Linked DNA regions of Rattus norvegicus: region 2 is linked to region 1. A link is a contact called in public Hi-C data. All regions are on one chromosome and are shown on one strand. Each heading gives the region's core, a stretch centred on a gene start, on an enhancer-like site or on the middle of the called end of the contact. The rest is flanking DNA. Distances are from core to core; before and after follow the strand shown. Region 1 overlaps Iqck (IQ motif containing K). Region 2 holds the start of Gprc5b (G protein-coupled receptor, class C, group 5, member B).

The links. Hi-C and Micro-C count contacts between places; a contact is called where the count stands out from the background.
Region 2: a contact with region 1 is called in a Hi-C map of the Rat2 cell line, with 3 times the contacts expected there. The contact joins the promoter of Gprc5b here to the enhancer-like site in region 1. A contact is called at or near these places in 2 of 12 Hi-C or Micro-C datasets (the Rat2 cell line and frontal cortex) and 1 of 1 datasets of contacts at active chromatin or transcription factors (oligodendrocytes).

What each region holds. Positions count from the first base shown.
Region 1 is chr1:182,707,334-182,711,107 of GRCr8, reverse strand. All of the region lies in intron 7 of Iqck (IQ motif containing K), which reads right to left. Among named protein-coding and RNA genes, the nearest start is that of Gprc5b, 63 kb to the left of the region's middle. Within about 2 kb of position 2,152, at least 39 of the 93 cell types and tissues checked have an H3K27ac peak or open chromatin away from gene starts, as enhancers often do.
Region 2 is chr1:182,770,885-182,774,358 of GRCr8, reverse strand. Gprc5b (G protein-coupled receptor, class C, group 5, member B) reads left to right here and starts at 2,083. Exons shown (of 4, transcript NM_001398762.1): 1 at 2,083-2,226. The region is part of intron 2 of LOC102550985 (a long non-coding RNA gene); the gene reads right to left.

The DNA of each region.
Region 1 (3,774 bases), core at 903-3,402:
ATTTAAACGCATCTCTCAGGGTTTTTTCAGGAGGAATGTTTGGGAGAGGCATATTTACAGCTCTCGAGTGATGGGTGAGTGGGTACGTAATTCTAGGTTCCGTGCTGTTTTTCCCCTTGATCAGCAGACACAACACTCAATGTCTAGGGCATTTTTCTATGGCTGATGAGAAAGTCTATAATTGCTCTCTGGCTTTTTCTTTGGGGAATCTGCTGCAGGGCAGCTTTGAGGATTATGTCCCATGGCTTTGCTGTGGAACATTTTGGATGGCCTTGTCTTTATCCAACTCACTCAGGGTTCACTTTTCAGTGCCCTTTACAAGTCTGGCTTCTCCACTATGCCTCCCACGATTCCTGCAATTCTTAGTACACTGTCACTTTGGCCCTCTCATCTTGTCGGTCCTCAGCTGCTCTTTCTCCTCCTCGCCCTCAGCTTCACCCTCTCTCCCAGACCTGACTCTCACTAACTGCTCCTCCAGCTGTGTCTACCTGTCGGTATCAGAGAAGTGATCCACAGATCGGCAACCTCTGTACCCAGCCAAGCCTGTGAAGTCAGCACCAAGCAGAGGGGCGGGCCCAGGAAGCTGGGCTTTAACCGACTCCATTACTGCTAATGGACACTGAAACTTGAGGGGCACTGCCTGTTTGTTCTGGGTTTTGTGTCTGTGCATTTTTCTTTTAAATATTTTTTTCTCACTGGTGTGAGCACTAGGGTTGGACCCATGCCCTCATGCAGACCGGGCAAGCATCCTACCCCTCATGCAGGCCGGGCAAGCATCCTACCACACAGCCATCTTTGCCCATTCACCGAGGACTTTCCTCTAACATCAGCACACTTCTTTTTCAAATCTGAATTTCCCCCTTTCTTTTCGCACTATCTTGTTTTTCCAGCGTCGTCTATATTTTGTTCTAGTAAATCTATATAGTCATTGTAAACATACTTATTTCCCAAACTCACAATGCTATGCTCGGGGCCTGAATGCTCAAGTTGGTGCTGGCTGCTGACTCCCCTCTTCTTTAGAGGTTCACTTTCAAAATTAGTTTATAACTTCTGATGGTCTTAGTTCCACATCTGAGGTCATGTCTGTAACTAGTGAACTTTTTTGATTGGAACGAACAAGAGAGTAAATAGTGTTGCTTTTGTGGGCCTTGAAGTCTCTTTCAAACCAATTCCATGCTGCCATATAACATAAAAGCAGCAGCCAATATGCTAAATAGGTGTAGCTACGTTCCAGTAAAATTGTATTTGGAACACACACACACAGACACACACACACACAAACAGACACACAGACACACACACATAGACACACATACACATAGACACACACACATAGACACACACATACACACACACACACACACACACACACACACATACACACACAGAGACACAGAAAGAGAGGGGGTTGGTGCATACATACACACGTGGGGGGAAAAAGAACTTTGTAGCCAGATTGAATGGGGCAGGCCTATAATCCCAACTACTACAGAAAGTAAAACAGGTGGGACACGAGTTCAAGGCCAGTGTGGACAACTTAGTGAGTTTTTTTTTTTAACTCAAAATAAGAAGGTAAAAAGAGAACTGGGGCTGTTGTTCAAGGGTGGAGGACTTCTTTTGCATGTATGTGGCCATAGATTCAATCTTGAGTGCTACAAAAAAATTATTTATCAAAGAATAAAACCCAAGGATTGGACAGTGGCTGGATATTGTCCTTCAGGTATGGTTTGTCAACCTGTCTTGACCCCTGTGAGGGCGTTACAGCGCCAGCCCCCGGCTTCTTCTGTTGCCTCTTCCAGCTCTCTCACACTAATCTGACTAATTTGGTGAGTCATATGGACTCTTGTCTTTAAAAAAAAAAAAAAAAAAAAACCACTGTCACTCAGATTTTAAGTTCAACAAATGACACTGATGTCATTTGGGTTCTGTTGAAATAGACCCCCATCCTGGAGTTCGAATGCATGCCAGTGAGGTAGAACAAGACCTGAAGGACTCCAAGTAACTCCAAAGGGCTGAAGCCTGGGCCACCCTGCTTCCCCGAAAGAGAACGCTAGGAATGAGCTCAATGTTACAAGCCCTGCCTAGCACATCTGTGCTGCTCGGTTGTTTCAGTTCCTACACAAATACCACGCTGATTACTGCAAATCCTTCCAGTGTGAGTCAAGGGAGCACTCGGGCTGCTAGCCCGTGATCAGGAAATCAGGATCTGGGTGACTCACCAGCACCAGCTGCCTTTCCTGAGGTAGTCTTTGCAATGCCCGGATCTGAGAAGGCCCTCTCCCAGGAAGCTACACCTACTTTTGTACTGAAGTCCCCCCGCTGCCCCCCAGGGACAAGTCGCAGCACATACAAGAAAGAAATGGAATTTCCCCCACTTCTCAATGATGACAGTTCAGACGAAGTTCATCCAGCTTCTCTTGATAACTGAATGTCCAGAGGATTAGGGATGAATCTGAATGCAAAGGCATTTGAGGTATTTGATGAACCTCTCAGTGAGTTACAGGGTAAATTACGCCAGTGTGCTGTGCCAAGGACCCTGTCACACAGCACGCTCTGAGCCCTTCCCTCTCGTCCACACTTAGCTGACAGTTCTGGAGGGTTTCTACTGTGGGACCTGTGACCATTGTTTTAGGAGCTATGTGCACACTATTAATTCTCAGAAGAAATCTGTGAGGTGGGCAGTATTTTCACCCTTTTCAAAGAAGAAACTGAGCCTCCATCAGGCAAATAATGCCCTGAAACCAGTATGTATTATAGCCCAGAACTTGAACCCAAGCAACAGTGAAGACCTGCTCCAGTGTTGCCATGCTATTCCTGACTGAAGTAGCGACTTCAGGGTGTTCTAATATATGGTCAAGTTTGAAAGTCAGGGTTCTCAAAGAGGAACGAGAATTCTGTCTTATTGCTAGCTACAGTTTGTAGATGAGGAGAGTGAGGCTTGGAGAAGCTCAATGCCAATCCAAGGCCACACAGCAAAGGAGGTAGAACAGCATTAGGCTTGTGAGGCCCGAATTTCAACACCAACCCACTGCATTGATGACACTGCCAACCCACTTCACTGATGACAGCACCAGCCCACTGAACTCATGACAGCACCAGCCCACTGCACTCATGACAGCACCAGCCCACTGCACTGATGGCACTGCCAGCCCACTGTACTCATGACAGCACCAGCCCACTGCACTCATGACAGCACCAGCCCACTGCACTCATGACAGCACCAGCCCACTGCACTCATGACAGCACCAGCCCACTGCACTCATGACAGCACCAGCCCACTGCACTCATGACAGCACCAGCCCACTGCACTCATGACAGCACCAGCCCACTGCACTCATGACAGCACCAGCCCACTGCACTGATGGCACTGCCAGCCCACTGTACTCATGACAGCACCAGCCCACTGCACTGATGGCACTGCCAGCCCACTGCACTGATGGCACTGCCAGCCCACTGTACTCATGACAGCACCAGCCCACTGCACTCATGACAGCACCAGCCCACTGCACTCATGACAGCACCAGCCCACTGCACTCATGACAGCACCAGCCCACTGCACTCATGACAGCACCAACCCACCACATTGGCTTGTATGCAAATCCTAGGTCATTTGGGGTTCATCTCATACTGGAGTTGATCCTACAAGACAGAAAGGAGCTTCTCACAGCCTGTCAAAGATGACAAGCTTTGGGGGCACTGATACCTGAAAACGCACTTGTAGTTTTATTTAAATGACTGAAGGGACTGGAGAGGGAAGGGGGAGGGGGAACCTAG
Region 2 (3,474 bases), core at 834-3,333, 63 kb before region 1:
GCCTTATATGGGAAGGCAAAGCTGGAATTTAATTATTCTTTTGCCCAACAAATACTTAGTGAGACATACCCCTCCTCGTGGGCAGGAGATGGACATGTCACATGGATCCCCTGCACCCCACACTCCAGAGAAGTCTAACTGGGCCTCTATTAACTGAGGATGACTTTCAGTTTCAGACCCTCCTGCCTCCATCAGCTGGGAGCCGAGATTAGAGCTGTACACCTCCACACATGGTTGATGAAGAGTCAGGAATCAAACCCATGGCTTCCTGCATGCTATGACAGGACTCCACCATCAAGATTCAGCTCCCAACCTCCAAAGCACTAAGTTTTTAGCATCAGATGCACTGTGCACTTATAGCCGCTAGAAACAACACTTAACTGCACAATGGTGGCAGTCCCCGGGAAAGCGCTCAAGGGCTGGATAGAGCAGATTGGATGGTACTGAGTTCCAGTGTGGCAGGAGACACCAACAGACAAAGTCTCACAGAGTGAGCATCACTGGGAGGCTCCCAGCCCTTATCATTTTTGAGGTGACAAGTTGAACCAGGGAAACTACTTGGTTTGCAGTTTCTTATTTCTTTGGTCAGCCAGAAGTAGGCTGAGCATGTGAGCACATAAGTTGGTCACTCACTAGATGGATGTCACCCTTGGGAGATCCTGGTACTGTTCTCTCCAAGCCTGCAGACCCAGCAGTCTCTTTAAGGACTTGAAGCTCCTCTGGGATGCTGTCTGACCCTGGAAATGACAGTAGTTGAACCACTGGGACATGGACCCAGAAGTTTCTCACCCAACACTGAATGGGACTTTTCACGGCCAGATGCCTGTGCGGAGAACTTTACAATGTGTTCCAGGTGTACCCCAGTGGTCACATTTTAAAATAGTCTGGGTTATACAGTTGAGGCCTGGAAGACTTAGGAAGGCAAAAGTTTAGAAGCTGTCGGCGTCAGTTCCTCAAAGCACCACCAGGGGGCAGTGCCCATCCACGTTCCAGGTCCGGAGTCTGACCAGTACCGGCTTGGGAAGACCTTGTCCTGCAAAACATTTAATGAATGCCTACTGTGTACCAAGCCCTGTTTCTGGTAAGGAGACATCTCGGCAAGCATAGGGTAAGGGCTGTGTCCTAGGAGCACGTCCCTTTTATGTGTCCTTAAAAAGAAAAAAATATTCAGAGACGCATGACCAAGCTGTATGTGGCCTGACCCGAAGAAAACCGACTTGAAGAAAGAGATAAAAGGACTTTGAGAGACTAAGAAAAGGCGAAGAACGATCTGAGACTACCAGCTTGCTACAGGGGATGCCGAAGCACAGTCTCCCTAACCTAATCTAGATAGTGCTGACCTCAGAGGTGATGGATGTCCTAGACCCCCCTCCTGCATATATGTCCGATGCCTGCTCTATGGTCACTGGCGGTATCTGTGCCCTGAGCGTAAGTGCAAAGCACAGCCAGAATCTGGTCTCTCTGGGTATCTGTGCCTAAGAGAGTGGCAGATGTGTGCGTATGTGAATGACGTGTGAGAGATGGTGGCGATCATATACACGGACCAATATGAGGAGGTCACCGTGGTGACGTTCACATTTGGGATGGCCAAGGATACCGGTGCTGGGTTCAGTGTGCTTAAAAAGGGCGGGCTGGAGCGGGGTGGAAGAGGATAGAGAATGTGCTCGGCGGGGACCTGCCTAAGGGCATCACAGCGAGGCTTTGGTGACTTTAGAACGCATGCAGTGAGACCTTGTCTGAGTCCAGGACCTACTGTTTGGGGAGTGCCACTCTAGGACCCCCACGGGAATATTGCGTCGTATGTGGCTGAGGATGTTTCTACAAACAGATCAATCTGAGCAACTGTGCGTCTGGACCCTTAACAGGGAGATTTCCTCGAATTTGGGACACCGGAGGTTTGGATGAGAAAGGCGTCTTAGCGCTCTGAACAACAGGCGCCTGGGGTTGCGGGCTAGCTGCGGCTCCGGTCCTAGGTTGAGCAGAGCTGCAGACCGGCCGGGGCGGGGCCTGATGGGGCGGAGCCTATCGGAGGGGCGGGGCCGTGGCTGCTGCAGCGCGGGCCGGGCCAGGGGGCGCCTCGCGCGGCCGCAGCTCGGAAGGGCGATGCAGTGAGGCGGGCTCGGCTGGCGGGCGTGCGCGCAGAGCGGGGGCCGCGGGCGCGTTGCAGAGATGTGACTTGGGCCCAGGGCCAGCAGAAGCGTCGGCGCTGCGGGGACGCGAGGGTCGGTGAGTACCAGCTAGCGCGGTCAAGGGGAGGGCGCCGCAGGGACCCCAGAAACTTTTCCCGCCGTGGATTTGAGAAGCTCCGGAGAGGATCCCGGCTCTTGCTTTTTCTGTTCTCCCTCCTCGGGGTACATCAGCAGGAGAAGCTATGGGGTTCAAGTGAGGGTTGACACAGTGCGGCGGGAAAAGAGCCGCAGAGGACCGACAGAGGGCAGGGGTTTGGGAACCTTTATCTGGTAGGGGATCCACGGTAGAAGCCAAGGCTCTGGGCATGGTCCCGGGTGACGACAGGCTACAGGCAGCAGGGAATAAAGGGGAATCCGGTCCTGTGCTAGTGACCCCTGTGAGGGGCATCGCAGGCAGGTTCCAGGGGCCTGGCGGTTAGTTGGGTGCTAGGGCAGCCAGGATGCTGGTCCTGAACTACGCAGACATGGCCTTTGGAGACGTGAAACCTCACCTGCCGCAGGGTCTGGGGGACCCAGCTTGCAGCCCGCAGTGGCTCCGCACTCTTGGAAAAAGGCGCGAGAGGGCAGGCACCACGGGGAGGAAATCTGAAGCTGGGGGACAAATAGTGGGCTGGAAATGCAGGGACCGCTGATTACCGTGAAGCGGAAGAATTTCTATCCCAGGCGAGGGCATTTGAGCCTCTGAGGAAAGCAGCCAGGCTAGGGGTAAGGACTACTCAGAGAATCGCCCCCTCCCCCTTCTAGCGGACTGAGGCTTGAAGCCCATAGGACCCCACACATTTCATGGGCCCAGAGGGAGAGATGAGCCCAGACAAGGATCCCGCACCCCTCCTTGGCTGGAGGTAGCTGTTTAAACAGCTTCGGATCGGCCCACCGACCTTGCCCCAGAGGACGCCCCCAGAACAGAGGGCTCATTCCCCTGTTCTTGCTCAGTCAGACCCACGCCTAGCCAGTTCTCCCCTTCTTCTGTTCGCCAAAGGGGCGGCTCTTTGGAAGAGGGACAAAGGCCCGGGGAGTGTGGCGGGCACCATCGTCCCCGCCTGGGGCCCCAGCACACGCGCCGCATCGGCCGCCCGACTGCGCCGGGGTGGGGGCACCTGAACAGCGTCCAGAAAGCTCCGGGGGTACCCACAAAGACGAGAATGCAGGAGAGGCCAAGCACACCCTCCACACACAGCACTTCAGAACGTTATTTCCTAAGTTTCTTCGGTGGGCACTCAGAGCTTTGGGAATAACCGCACTTGGAGTTAAACTGCATGCAAATGACATGTAAATAGAATGCAAA